Regions from separate parts of the Zea mays genome. Here region 1 is linked to region 2. A link is a contact called in public Hi-C data. All regions are on one chromosome and are shown on one strand. Each heading gives the region's core, a stretch centred on a gene start, on an enhancer-like site or on the middle of the called end of the contact. The rest is flanking DNA. Distances are from core to core; before and after follow the strand shown.

Evidence for each region. A called contact is a pair of places that touch in the nucleus more often than the background predicts.
Region 1: a Hi-C map of leaf shows a contact between it and region 2, with 4 times the contacts expected there. The contact joins the promoter of LOC542512 here to the enhancer-like site in region 2. A contact is called at or near these places in 2 of 25 Hi-C or Micro-C datasets (ear and leaf).

What each region holds. Positions count from the first base shown.
Region 1 is chr7:88,804,036-88,810,795 of Zm-B73-REFERENCE-NAM-5.0, forward strand. LOC542512 (VEF family protein) reads left to right here and starts at 3,292. Exons shown (of 21, transcript NM_001112060.1): 1 at 3,292-3,476; 2 at 4,109-4,277; 3 at 4,416-4,471. The coding sequence starts at 3,442.
Region 2 is chr7:88,651,941-88,658,977 of Zm-B73-REFERENCE-NAM-5.0, forward strand. No RefSeq gene overlaps it. Among protein-coding and RNA genes, the nearest start is that of LOC100502249, 28 kb to the right of the region's middle. Within about 2 kb of position 1,726, at least 18 of the 20 cell types and tissues checked have an H3K27ac peak or open chromatin away from gene starts, as enhancers often do. A contact at or near this core is called in ear and leaf, where this site is marked.

The DNA of each region.
Region 1 (6,760 bases), core at 2,042-4,541, 150 kb after region 2:
GCTTCCCACCACCCGAATTTGGAAGAGCCAATATTAGATGGACAGTCTGCTTGGTGTTTTTTAGTTCTTTGTCTGGACCAATACGAAGAGTCATGTCTCTTGGGTCTAGCTTCTGCATGAGCCAACAAAGAAGTGTTCGACATCCAATTGCATCAATTGTCATGTCAAGAATACTAGAGAAACCTTTTCTGACTATAGCTTGACGTTGCCTTTCATTCAGTATTTGAATGGACGCAAGAACATCTCCTGGGTTGCATCTGATGTTGAGTCTCTGTAAGGAAAAGGTGGATAGATGGATAAATATGTTAATAATTAAATATCATAATATATGCATTCTTATTTTTACATAGTTCCTTGGCCTATTACTATTTTGGATTAATGTGCTAAGGTAATATAGAAAGTTGTATGTTTCAGCACATAAAGTATGCATTGTGATTGGATGCATGATTAAAATATTGGAAAAGATAAATTTCTGCAATGTTGTAAACTCACCTGCGTCTTGTTTGGGGCATCCATTTTGATACTACACTTCTTTTTTGGTGGCTCAAAGTCATCATCATCATCCACACTAGGCATGGGGATCTTTTTAGCATCGACATCAACACCTCTCTTTCTATGTTGCGGAGGATCACCATCACATCGCGTATTTGTAGGGTCTCCGGTGTCTGTCGAGTGCGGGATGTCAACATTAAAGCATTCTTGACTTGACTCAATGATTAATCGCTTCCGATTGGTTGGGAGTCAATCAACCTTCCGCATAATTGAAGCAGCAGGCTGCGGAGCAACAATGTAAAACATATGTGCTTTATTGAGTTACATCAACATATACACCAGTGATTATATGAAATAATTGTACACTCTACACACTCATACACATTATAATTCCTCAATTGTGTTATATGGCCCTACCAACATAGATGGTAAGTGAAGGAAACATCATAAAAGTCGTATCATTGCATTGTAGAAATTGGCATAAACATCTATGCATACCAACAGAATGTTCATATAAAACAATATTTATCCAGTGACTAACCAGGAAAATAAACATTTATGCAGTAGTAGTAGTGACTAACCAGCAAAATAAACATTTATGCAGTAGTAGTGACTAACCAGCAAAATAAACATTTATACAGTACTAGATACATCCAATAACTTTCCCTTGCCCAAAGTCAACAAATGTCAGAATGAAACTGTATCCATCCATACAAGAGACTAGATGCTATGAAGCAATTTTCTGTTCTCATATCCCGGCAAGCAAATAGGACAGTGCTCAAAATGGCCATATACATTTATGCATACCAACACAATGTCCATAAAACGACATATAACCGATAAAATATTTCCCCCGGCTTTCTTTGATGTGATGGTGGATCTACCTATGCATCTACCTGATGAGGCATTATTGCGAGGTCCTGTGCATTATGTTTAGATGTACCCAATTGAAAGGCGATTGTATACTTTGAAGCGCCATGTGAGGAACAGGGCACGACCGGAAGTCTCCATCGTTGAGGCATATAATGCGGACGAGAGCTTGACATTTTGCTCTAAAAACATGGATGACGTCGAAACAAAATTTAATCGGGAACCAAGAAATAAAGGGTTTTCTAATGAGGAAGCATATACTGTTGATGTTTTTGGGCATGCAGTTAATTTTACCGCTGCCCTGAATAAACATTCATATCCTGACAAACAAAAATAAACATTTATGTAGTAAACAGAAAACCAATTTAGCGTAAGTAGATCACCTGTGGTTTCTTTGTCATCGACGGCCAGAAAATCCATTAGAGGTTGAAACGCAACAACCTAGCCGACCGTGATGGAGTTGGGCACCTGGAATACGGTGCAGTGATTAACGCCTCACAAATACGACACACGATGCATAAGAAAATGGAGGAGATGAATGGGGAGATTGGGAAGTAGCAGTGTAGGGCATAAAATTTGCAGAGGAACTTGAGCACATTGGGAAGCCGGACGACCGTCGGCGGGCGTGTAGAAGACCAATGTGACGCGGGGCGGAGGATTGTCAGCGGCGGGCGCCTCGACGACACTGTCAACGGCGGCGCCGATTAGGGTTGAGGGCGTGCAGGGGCGGAGGAACGACGAATCGCCCTGGCGACACCTAAAGAATCGCGGCGAGTCGACCAGGAAGGTTGACTGCGCGGGGAGTTAGGGTATAGAAGTGTTTGACCGCGTGGAAAGTGGGCCTAAGCCGGTATTTCTGGAACGTGGGTTCGGATGAGGTATTTACGCTAAATCGATATTGTGGCATAAACATTGGATGAAAATAGCGTAAACATGTTTTGACTATGGCAGTGGTGGTTGACCGCGTGGAAAATGGGCCTAACCCGCTTTTTCTCGAACGTGGGTTCGGGGGTGTTACTCTGTTTACGCTAAATTGGTTTGCTGTTTGCGCTAAATTGGTTCACTTGCATAAATAGTGAACGGACGTGGGCTTAAATAGATTTATTGGTGTTGATGGTCGGGGCTCTCTACAGTTATATAGAGCCCAGAGCTCTTAATAGATATACTATATATACACATATGATAAATTTTGTATTAATAAATCATAAAAATATGTTTTCTAATAATTAGGTGGGCGTGAATGTGGAGCCAACAACCAAGGTTGAAACACCCACTTATACATAATTTTAACTTATTTTTTTTACATAAACTCTCCTATTATAATAATAGAGAAGAGATTATAGGAGTGCGGGTTGATTCTAAAAATGCAGGATTTTTTTGAAAAATATCGACGCGGGATGGCCGTTAAAACTAGTGCTTTAATATAGTAAGATAAAAAATATTTTTTATATAAACTCTCCTATTATAATAGTAGAGAAGAGATTATAGGAGTGCAGGTTGATTCTAAGAAATACAGTTTTTTTTTAAAATATTGACGCGGGACAATCGTTGAAACTGATGCTTTAATATAATAAAGATTAAAATATTTTTTATATAAACTCTATTATTATAATAATAGAGAAGAGATTATAGAAGTGCGGGTTGATTCTAAAAAAATGCATGTTTTTTTGGAAAAATATTGACGTAGGACAACTCTTGCTTTAATATAGTAAAGATCTATTAAAGTTGCTCTAACTATTATTAGATGTGTCCTCGGATAGAGTCCTAAACCCAACGAAACACGCATAAGCAAAAAAATGTTTTCATTACAACATGTACCCCTGCACTAGGAAAATAAGGCACTCGGCACTCGTGAGCCGTCGCATTTCCCCCCGTGTGACCAATTCCTCTCCGGGCCGAGCAGCCGTTCCAATCCGCTCACGCCGCCTCTCTCGCTGCCCCGCTTGACCGCCTGCTAGCGCTGCAGTTTGATGCTGATGACCTGATCCCTCCGTTGGGTAGGTTCTTGGGCGCGGAAAGAACAAAGAACTCGTGGTGGGTCCGGGTCCGCAAGACCCTAGGTGTTCGTCAGCAGCGAGGATGCCCGGCCTGCCTCTGCCTCAATCGTTAAATCAGTAAGTGGATAAATGGTTCAAGGGAGGGATTACGCGTGGGTCAAGAACGTCTGTTTGGGCAGGCAGCGAGAGATTGTGGCTTAGTGCCTTAGTAAAGTGCATAGCGATGCGTCTTAGTTCGTGTCTGTTCAGTCAGGTAGTGAGAAAGAAACTCTTAATAGTAGATGGCTAACATCGGTATAAACGACCGGTCACTTTGTTGGTTCTGGATCTTGCCGCGCCCGTATTCATGGCATAGCGACACTGGTTTTGCACACTACTCCCTCCATTAATACATTGCTTTATGTATGTCTAGAGACAGTGTAATGGAGGGTGTACTTGAATTACCACCGACAAACTTAAAGAAAATATTTACATAAAGAGCTATATATTGAGCAATTCTCGCCATCCTTGGGTCACGTTCTGTGTTTTGAAATAGAAATAGAACCACCTACAAACTTAAAGAAAATATTTACATAAAGAGGTATATATTGAGCAATTCTCGCCATCCTTGGGTCACGTTCTGTGTTTTGAAATAGAAATAGATAGTCCAGCTGCTCTGTGGATGCACAATTATGGACATGTTGTGGTTCTTGTTCTTCAAGTGAGACGGGATGCATTCTGTTGTTATATGAAGTTGTGCTTGTATGCAGGAATATTGGATGTGAATATGCCTATCCTGGGTCTACAGGCCAGGCCTTCCGTCAGCAGCTAAGAACTGCATTGTCTCCAGATGAGAAACTTACCGCTGAAAAAGATTTGGCTCTGTATTGCAAGCCAGTCGAGCTCTACAATATTATTCAACGGCGAGCCATGAAAAATGTAAAGTCCATCCTACAATTATGCTCCCTTCTTTCAACATTGTTCACAACTTCACATGATCATGCTTGCTCTGCAGTAACTGTAACCATTATGTGCAATTGATTTGAGATACCAATGATGCTTCCCTGAATTTTGCAGCCCCTTTTTATTCAAAGATGCCTTCTTTATAATATACATGCGAGGAGGAAAAAGAGGTTTGAATCTTTAATGGACAGTCATGCATTTAGATGTTTTCATCCTAGGCATACATTGTTCCATCTTGAGCTGAGCACCTTGTTGTCAACTACTTTAGTAATTCCTCTTTATTTTATATCATGGCATGGTTGGTGGGCCAGCCATGCATGCACAACAACAAATTAGGATTGGGATGATTAGTTTCATTTGCTATTTTCTTTTGCTATGCGTAAAATTCTCCTGCGTCTGTTCCTATGTTTTAGGCCAAGGCCATAGCAAAGGGGCTAATTAGATTGTCTCCAACAACTTACCCATCCTATCTCTCATCACATCTCCTATTTCAAACTTTGATGAAATAAATCATGTGGTCAGCAGCAGTTGCAATCTTGACTGCTGCAGGACAGCAGCAGCAGCAACCTTTTGACTGCTGCAGGACAGCAGCAGTTGCAGCACAACAGTCTTTTGATTGCGCAGGACAACATGCAATAGCAGTCTTTTGACTGCGCAGGACAACAGTAGCAACACAACAGTCTTTTGACTGCACTTTAGTATCTAAAGGACAGCACCTGTGTGCTGCAGTGTGTAGTGTAATGTGTAGTGCAGCCCCTAGGGCTATAAATATGTGTCCCCAACCCTTCTAAGGGTATGTCATTTGAGTAGTGTGTGAGAAATAAACGAAAATTGCCCCAACTCGTAGTGTCATCCTCTGGATGAGAGTTAGAGTCCCTCTGCTTACAATTGGTATCAGAGCCAAACTATCCTGCAGAGTAAACATCTCTTGCTCATCTCCTTCCCGCGCCTCTCCCCACACTCAGTCGGCAGCAAGAACTCCAACTGTTCCTTCCTCTCCTGCTCAGACGAGCAGCCTTTCGTCTGAGACAACCTCTTCCACACGCAACGACCCCTCACTAGCCCACCATGTCCCTACGCTTGGTCACTTCGAGTGCGCGGCGCCAGCAGGAGGCCGAGGTCGCCGTGGCACAAGAACGTGAGCGAGCAGCAACAGCGGCTGCAGCGACAACGGCGAGGGCATCACGGCTGGCGGCGACGGAACTGCAGCAGCGAGAGTAAAAGTAGAAGCAGCGGAGGCGGCAGATGCTGCACGTGCGGCGGCAGGAGAGCTCGAGGCTCTGCACGGCAGTAGAGCCGGCAATTCTGCTTCTGTCGACGACAACACCAACGAAGAGCTCAGGCTGGCGAGGGAAGCAGCGCGAGAGCAGGCGGCACAGTGGGCAGCTGCGCATCCCCATGAGGGCGCGCGTGGCGGCAACCCAGATAGGCATCGACGCGCCGACGGTGCTCCGGGCGAGGGCGCACGCAGCGGCAGCCCAGACGGGCGTAGACACGCCGACGGTGCTCCCGGCGGCGACGACCGAGTCGACGGAGATCGCGGCCTCTACAAGCAGCGCGGCTCTCCCTCCCCGGATCGGTACCATGGTCGCCGCGGGGCCCAGGCCATTGTCAGGGACATCGGTCCCGGCGGTGGATGGCCTACCCACACCAAGACCAACTACGTCGAGTGAGCCGCGGTGATGAGGGTACGTCTCCAGGTTCGCCACATGTGGGAAGCAGTTCGGTACGGCGACGTAGACTACTACGAGGATCGACGGGCGCTAGATGCCCTCATTGCTGCAGTCCCGCCCGAGATGCAGTTTTTGCTTTCCCAGAAGCGGACTGCCAAGTAAGCCTGGGACGCCATCGCTGCGACCCGCATCGGCAGCGACCGTGCCCGCAAGACCACACTGCAGGCACTTCGCAAGGAGTGGTAGAACCTGGCCTTCAAGCCAGGTGAGGACGTTGATGACTTTGCTCTCCGCCTCAACACTCTGTTGCAGAAGAAGGTGCAGTTCGGCGATGACACCTATGATGAGGAGAGAGCTGTCGCGAAGCTCTTCCGTTGCATCCTCGAGAAGTACAAGCAGATCGCTCGCTCGATCGAGTCTCTGCTAAACCTCTCCACGATGACGATCGAAGAGGTGATAGGTCGTCTCAAGGTCGTCGACGACGACGAACCACAGGCTCTCTCTGGGCCTATCACCATCGGCGGGAAGCTACATCTCACTCGGGAGTAGTGAGAAGCCTGCCATGGTGACAAGAAGAAGGGGGAGTCCTCCTCGACACGTGGCCGCAAACGCGGCAAGCCGCGCAAGGCGCGTGGAGGCGCCTAGGCCGGGGCGCGAGGACATGCTGAAGGTGGTGCCCGCGGAGGCGCCCAAGGCGCCGCCGTCGGCAACAAGAAGCCAGCACGAGACGACGACTGTCACAACTGTGGCAAGCTTGGCCACTGGGCCAGGGACTGTTGACAGCCA
Region 2 (7,037 bases), core at 476-2,975:
GTATGAAGCGAATTTAATTCATTATATATATATTTTATCTAATTTGTATAGTATTTTTCTTCTCTTTTCCCAAATCCTAGAATCCCATTAGATCTTAAATTCCAAATTGGCTACTAATATATTTCTCTTAACATTATTTTTATATAGTTACCAAATGCACACACAAATAAACCTCATCATGATGCATATATTATTTTAGGTGCCATTAGTTAATTAATACCTTTAGGGATGGTTGTTCACATGTTATAATAAATAGAGGCAAAAACATATATGTGAATCCACTATATTTTCATTCTACACTTTTGGGTATTACAGGCTAGACGTGAGCAGCAGTACCACATGGAATGATGCCCATGAACATCAAGAACATGGAAATAGAATTGCAACATAGTTTCAAGAACTAATTCCTTCTGTGGCTAGACGTAAACAACAGTACCACATGGAAGGGAGAATGTTTTTGACAAATATAATAACAACCAAAAATGACTCGTCATTAGCTGGTGAAGGCCTTGGCTAATAGTATATCACTAGGCTTTATATTGATGTAGCGAGAATGGCGGTCACGCAGCCTTCATTCCGGATTTGCTTGTCACCATTTTAATAAAGCATTTCGGCTGTAATATTGAAATGCAGTATATAAGAACTTATCATCCGTAATGAGTGCATGTGTTGTATTCATAGAAGGTTTAACAAAATAAATTTTTAACACAACATTTAGTAGGTTTTTAATGCTAAAAGTAAATACAGGTAATTTGTAGCAACAATTCTAGGTGGGTTTACATAAATCGCAGTGAGAATAATTACTATATGACAACAATTTCAGTAAATTGAGAATTTGAATAATTTTAACGCAAAAAGTAAGTTAGTGTAAAATATGAAATTATGCCATCTTGAATGAATAGCATGGTTCACTCCATAAGTTAGGAGCAACTGCCAGTAAGTGCTTCATGCAATGTCCGAACTCTGACCATGCTGTTGTGGCATGCTGCTTTTCCAGTATGAGATAGTAGACATGTCGTTAGGCCAAAAACAATGTGAAATAAAACTATTAAAAGTAAGATTGTCCATCATTTGAAAGCAATTATTTCAAAGAGTAAATAGATGAGTAAATATAAGATATTCTGTTAATGGGCAAGATACTTGTAAACCCTAGAATAGAGTACCCATGACTCTAGTCATTGGAAATAATAAAGGAGCTCTTTTGATTATATGACTTATTCATGAGGCATATTTTCTTTCAAATAAATACCAAATAAACACATGAACTTATGCATCATGCTAGACTTCCTTTGTTTGTGCATCAAACACAAATTTATAATTAAAACAAATCTAGCTTTGAATTCAAATTTGAGCACTGAATAATATGGGAGCAAAAGAGTTAAAGAATGGAGAATAAATAATAATCATAACTAATAATTATCACAAGCAGAAGAAGTATTAGTCATATTAGAAGTTTGTGTGATATTTGCAATTCTGGAGTTCAAAAGAGAAATTTAAATCTAGTTTGGATCCTTGAATTTGGAAATAGAAAAGAACAAAAAAAGAAGAAGAGTAAAAGAGAAATAAAGAGAAGCACTTGTGTTGGGTCGTGGCTGCATTATCGGCCCACCTCACTTTCTCTCTGCGTGGCCCAACTGCAAACCCTGCGCTCCGACCTATGGGCCACAGATGTGAGCCGATCTCAGCCGTGCGAACTCGTGAGCGCATTTATATGCCTACAACGTGGGTCCGGATGGTCAGCGTCCACCAGTGATGTGGGCCAGCCTTGTCAGTACTCCCCCCCTCCTAGAGATAATCCCGGGGTCGGCTTCAACCGAATGCCGCGAGATCCCTGCTGGTGGGCGCGGACTTGGGCGTCTCCCAGGGGTAAATAAGGATGCCCTCGACCCCTACGCATCCTGAGGCACCACTAACCGAGGTCCTGAGTGTCGCCCCAGCTAAAGAGCCCAAGTAGAAATCTGAGCGCGGCCGGTGAGGGATCGAGGGCAACTGTGAGTGTTCTCTCACCGGGCAGTTGTTGCGGGTCACCGAGGTGGGCACGCCAGCCGTGTTCGCGACCTCGCCATTGAAGGTTGCAGTCTTGGTTGATAAAGGAGTCATCCTCGGGGAGTGATCGCTGCCGTGAAACCATTGCGCGGCGTGGAGAACTTCCCTGCTACCTTGACCTACGGTATAAATACCTCTCTCTCGTGTATATATATTGCTTCCTCAGATTTTTTCCACCTAGTAGTAATGGATGGGGAGCTCGATCCAACGGCGGGTATTGTCTGTCGATATCGCCATCGTGACATGCCGGGTCACCTGACCGGCGCTGGTGTCACGAGGTAGAAGATGGCTACCAGCCGTTGGATGTTGCAGACGGTGGTGATTAGATTGGGTGTAACGGTTCGGCCGAGTAGGGTTGCGAGCTATCGAGCTCGCGTTGGACGTTTCGGATTAGCACATGAACCTACCCCCATCGCTGCAGTATGATCTGGCCGTCGATCGGTTAGCTAGCTGTTAGGGTGTCATGGGGGCCTCGGACCGTAGATCCCCCATCCGAGGACTCGTATAGCATACTGGTCATTTAACCGCGCCAATCTAATTTGAATCGTCTGTGTCCGATCTGGTGGCCTATATGTGACGGTACCCCACCGGCCGCCTATTTTATATAAAAGGCCCCGGATTCTTTCAAAATAAACCCGCTGTCCTAGTGAGAGTAATGGGGTATTTAACTCGGGTCTTCGAATTCATAAATTGAACCCTGAGCTTTCCGGTATTTGTACTCGCAGCCCATTTAATCTAGGGGATTACAGAAAAGCTCTTAATAACTGTTTTTAGGTCTAAAATAAATATAAAAAATACTAGGAGCTTGGAAAAATCATAACTTCTTTGTTTTAACTCCTTTTTGATCCATTCTAGTTGCATTAAATTCATATTAATATTGTTTATCATCTGATAACTTTTTTTGTCATGAAACATAGATTAAAAGTATGCACTTAATTTACTCTATATCAAACACTTAAAACTTCGGAAAATCATAACTCTTTAACCGTAACTCCGAATTTAGTGATTCTCAAACCTACGATCTCATTATGATGCGTAGAATATTATCATGCATTCGGTTCTGATGTTTGGTGTGATGTTAATTTCTCCTGTACCATGTTTGTTTGTATTGTTGCGAGTAGACGAGCAAGCAACCGTGGAGCCAGGTGCTCAGCAGGTGGAAAATACTAAGCAGGGGCTCATTGAAGGCAAGTTGTGCCCTTGATCACTTCTATTTACCCAATAATGTTCCTGTTAGTCATTATGATCTGTATAGGTTAATTTTATGGGACCCAATAGGTCACCCTAGTTTGGTTATCTTTATACCTTGTTTACCACTGAACTTTTGGGTAGTACCTGCTATTGCTTTATGTGGTTTTGGGTGTTAAGATACACATTATTCATGATCATGCTTTTATTACCAATGTGCAAGATCATTATGTTAATTGGAACGTGGAGCGACCACCCGGGAAAACAGTGCTACCACAAGGGTGGTATGGGACACCCTTGGCTGACTAATTAAGAAAGCTAGTGGAGGACTACCTTACATGAAAAGGGCAAGGGCGGTATTGGAGTTGTCAGTATAGGGAGGTTCTCAGGTTGATTTTGCTGAGATGGCTTTTCAGACGGAGGATTCCTGTATTGCGCTCCTCAGAAACCGTAGCGGATTTTCAGAAGTTAGTGGAACTTTGTAAATGCCTCGTAGTGTTACCCTGTTTTGCTTCATTGGTGGAGGTGTATGGGGCCCGTACAACTCCGTGGCAGATGGGTAACATGACTTGTGGGTAAAGATGTGCAACCTTTATAGAGTGTAAAACTGGTATATCAGCCGTGCTCATGGTCATGAGCGGCTCGGACCCTCACATGAGTAACTTATAGAATTAAATTTAATTGGTCATTTGCATCGCATTGTGGTTTATTTATTAATTGCGATCTCTTATTTTTTGGGGTTGGTATTTACTTATACTTAGTAACTGCTAATAAAATTTGACCAACTTATTAAAAGCAGTGCTCAGCTTTAACCATTATTTGTTGATCAGCCTTACACTTCACATGAGCTCCCACCTTTGGTGCGTTGATGCACATTATTCCCCACAACTTGTTGAGCTATGATCTTTTGTGAGCTTACCCTTATGATATATAACCCCCACAAGAGAAGAACAGGTAGCCCAGGAGGAGGACTACTACGAGGAGTACAAGGAAGTCTAGGTGGCGTCTCTCAATCAGCTTGATGGCGTCGAGGAATAATTATTAGTTCACTTTATTATTATCATTTATTTTTGTAAGACACTTCTGCTATGTAATAATGTGGTGACATTTATCTCTATACACTTGGTCATTATTTGTGTTGTTTTCTTTGGCGCACATATGAGACGCACCTAGCTTTATCCCTTAAATCCGAGTGTGACAATACTCATAAACGACAGCACCTCTCGATCGTCCAAAAAATTGTACAAACAAAAGATAGAGGTTTAGATGGTTCTATCGGCAACACATGCAACAATTCCTATTTGTGCTAGATTATTAAAATCATTGATTTCAGATCTAACCCCAACAAAGCATATTGCAAAGAGAATCCAAAAAAGTAGTTGAAGATCAGTAGCTCACCTTCGAGTGTCTTCCCTTCAGCAGAGGAGAATTCACGCGCGAGAGGCAGAGGGATATTTCTAGGATTTTTTGGAGAGTCTAGAACAAAATACAAAAAATTGGATCTAAAATTTAGGAAATTTAACTTATTCGTGTCCAATATGACTAAATAATACTGTGATTTTTGTGTGTGCTATCTGTGCCTTTGTGGTGGGTTTTATCTTGATTTGCGAAATTCAGACAGTGTAGTTGAAGCAAATGGTAATTTTGAGGCCCATCCAACCAACACTAATCAAACTATGAGCGGATGCAAGTGGATGCTAATAAAAATGATAATGAAATTTTAAAACTAGATCAAACAGAAACACAAAGGAAATAATGAGCACGGATGGTGTACCTGACCCATTACGGCCATGACAACATTGTTCTCTGTCAATGCCTTTAGACGGCGCGTAGCCCCGCAGCCGCAAACCGGCGGTATGGCACGGGCAAAAAAACAGATAAAATAGAAACACAAAGGAAAAGGATAAGCATGGATGCTGGACCTGCTGACTCGTTGCATCTGTGATCCCCTTCTTCGTAGTTGTCTTTCGGTGGCGCTTGGCCCCGAGATGCCGCTTCCACTTCCAGTTGGGTCTGGATCGCCCCCAGTGCGAGACTTGTCCATCTTGGGTGTAGTCTGCATGACGAGGACAACGTCCCTCCATGTGATCTCATTCGCCTCGTTGCTGGCGGTAGTGGTAGGCATAGGGCAAGACGAGGCATCTCATACCCCATCCAGGCCTCGGGGATACAACGCAGGTAGGGGTGGATATCGAGCTAGCTGAACTCGGCTCGACTCGACTCGAGTTGGCTCGTTAAGATAACGAGCTGGCTCGGCTCGACTCGTTATGTTAAGAAGCTGAAGATCCAACTCGGCTCGACTCATTTGCCAACTTGAGCTGGCTCGTTTAGCTCGCGAGAGAGCTCAATAATACCATGTCTAGTGTCTACGAACAGATATAAAAATATGTAGCAACAGAAAAGAAGGAGATCTATTTAGAAAAAAAGAATAAAGTTTGCAACTTAAGATTCCACACTCAACAAATAACAAGATTAACTATAGTAGAGTACAAGATTAACTATTTTGGATCCGAGATTATTGTAATTTGACTAATTACTCCAACTCGTTTGGCTCGCGAGTCAGCTCGTGAGCCAGCTCGAGCTGGCTCATTATCGTAACGAGTTGAAATACAAGCTCAACTCGTTACAAATTATAAACGAGTCGAGTCGAGTCGAGCCACTATTGAGTCGAGTCGAGCGAGTTAACGAGCTACGAGTTTTTCGTCCAGCCCTAATCGCAGGCGGTGGAGGAAGAGTAGGAACTAGGAGAGAGGCGACTTCGAGGATGGGCATGAAACTCGGTCAAGTAGATCTCCATATAGAATTTGAAGTGATTTTGCTTGGCTATGGATATGACAAGAAGTAGTTGTATTGCCTCAACAGGACTTGTCAGGGGGATGGAGCATAAGTGAGAGATGAAGATGAGAAAGAGAGCTATGCATATCAAGCCTGAATTTCTAAGATGCATGTCTCTCGGTCTCGGCTCTGTTGGCAACTTCCAATGGTCCTTCAAGTCATCTCGTGAACATGATAATCTTAAACAGGTTTCTCGAAAAGAAAAGAAACAAACGATCAGTTTCTCTAGCGACTAAAGTTTAGGCAATGTTGTTTGTGTTCGGATCTGTGGACCTAACCAACTAGTGAAATAGCATCGCATGCCCCAGATCTAAATGGTGATGCGAGTTGACACAAGTCGTTTATCCTAGTTCAGGCTAGGAAGGGCCCTACTTCCAGCAGAGGGGGGATGAGACTTATATTACTCGCATCGAAGTGCTCGTAGTAGGGTTTGCAAGCAATGCGGGAGAGGGAAGGATCCTATGTCCTAGGAGATGATTGAGGCAAGTGCTAATACCGAGTGGAGGAGAAGACTCGTGAAGTATTCGCCTGCCCTTGAGAAGCCATAGAATGTCCTATTTATAGGCTCAAGGGGTGCTTCCTGGAGGACGGGAGTTGGCTGCATATTGTGAGAGGGTGTCTTGCGTATCCTGTAGACGGTATGGTCTTGTATTGTGTTGTTGACTTGTGCCTGCTTGTTTTCTGCTGAGAGCCAAGGTCGAAGCTGAGGGCTGGGTCATGTTCCTGAGTCCCCCTGGTGAGGGGTCACCCATACCGTAGTGGTTGAGACAGGGTTAGGTATGGGGAAAAGCTGCTTAAGAGGTGCGTCAGCCCCATAGTGTCTAATGACGTTGGGGATGTCCTCTGTCATGGATATCGAAGGCAGAGCTGAGCTCGGGCGAGGTGGAAGTCTGCCCGAGGTCATGACCGAGCCTTTACTGAGATTTCACGACGTGCGCCATAGTCGACGGAGTGGCTTCCTTTGGGAT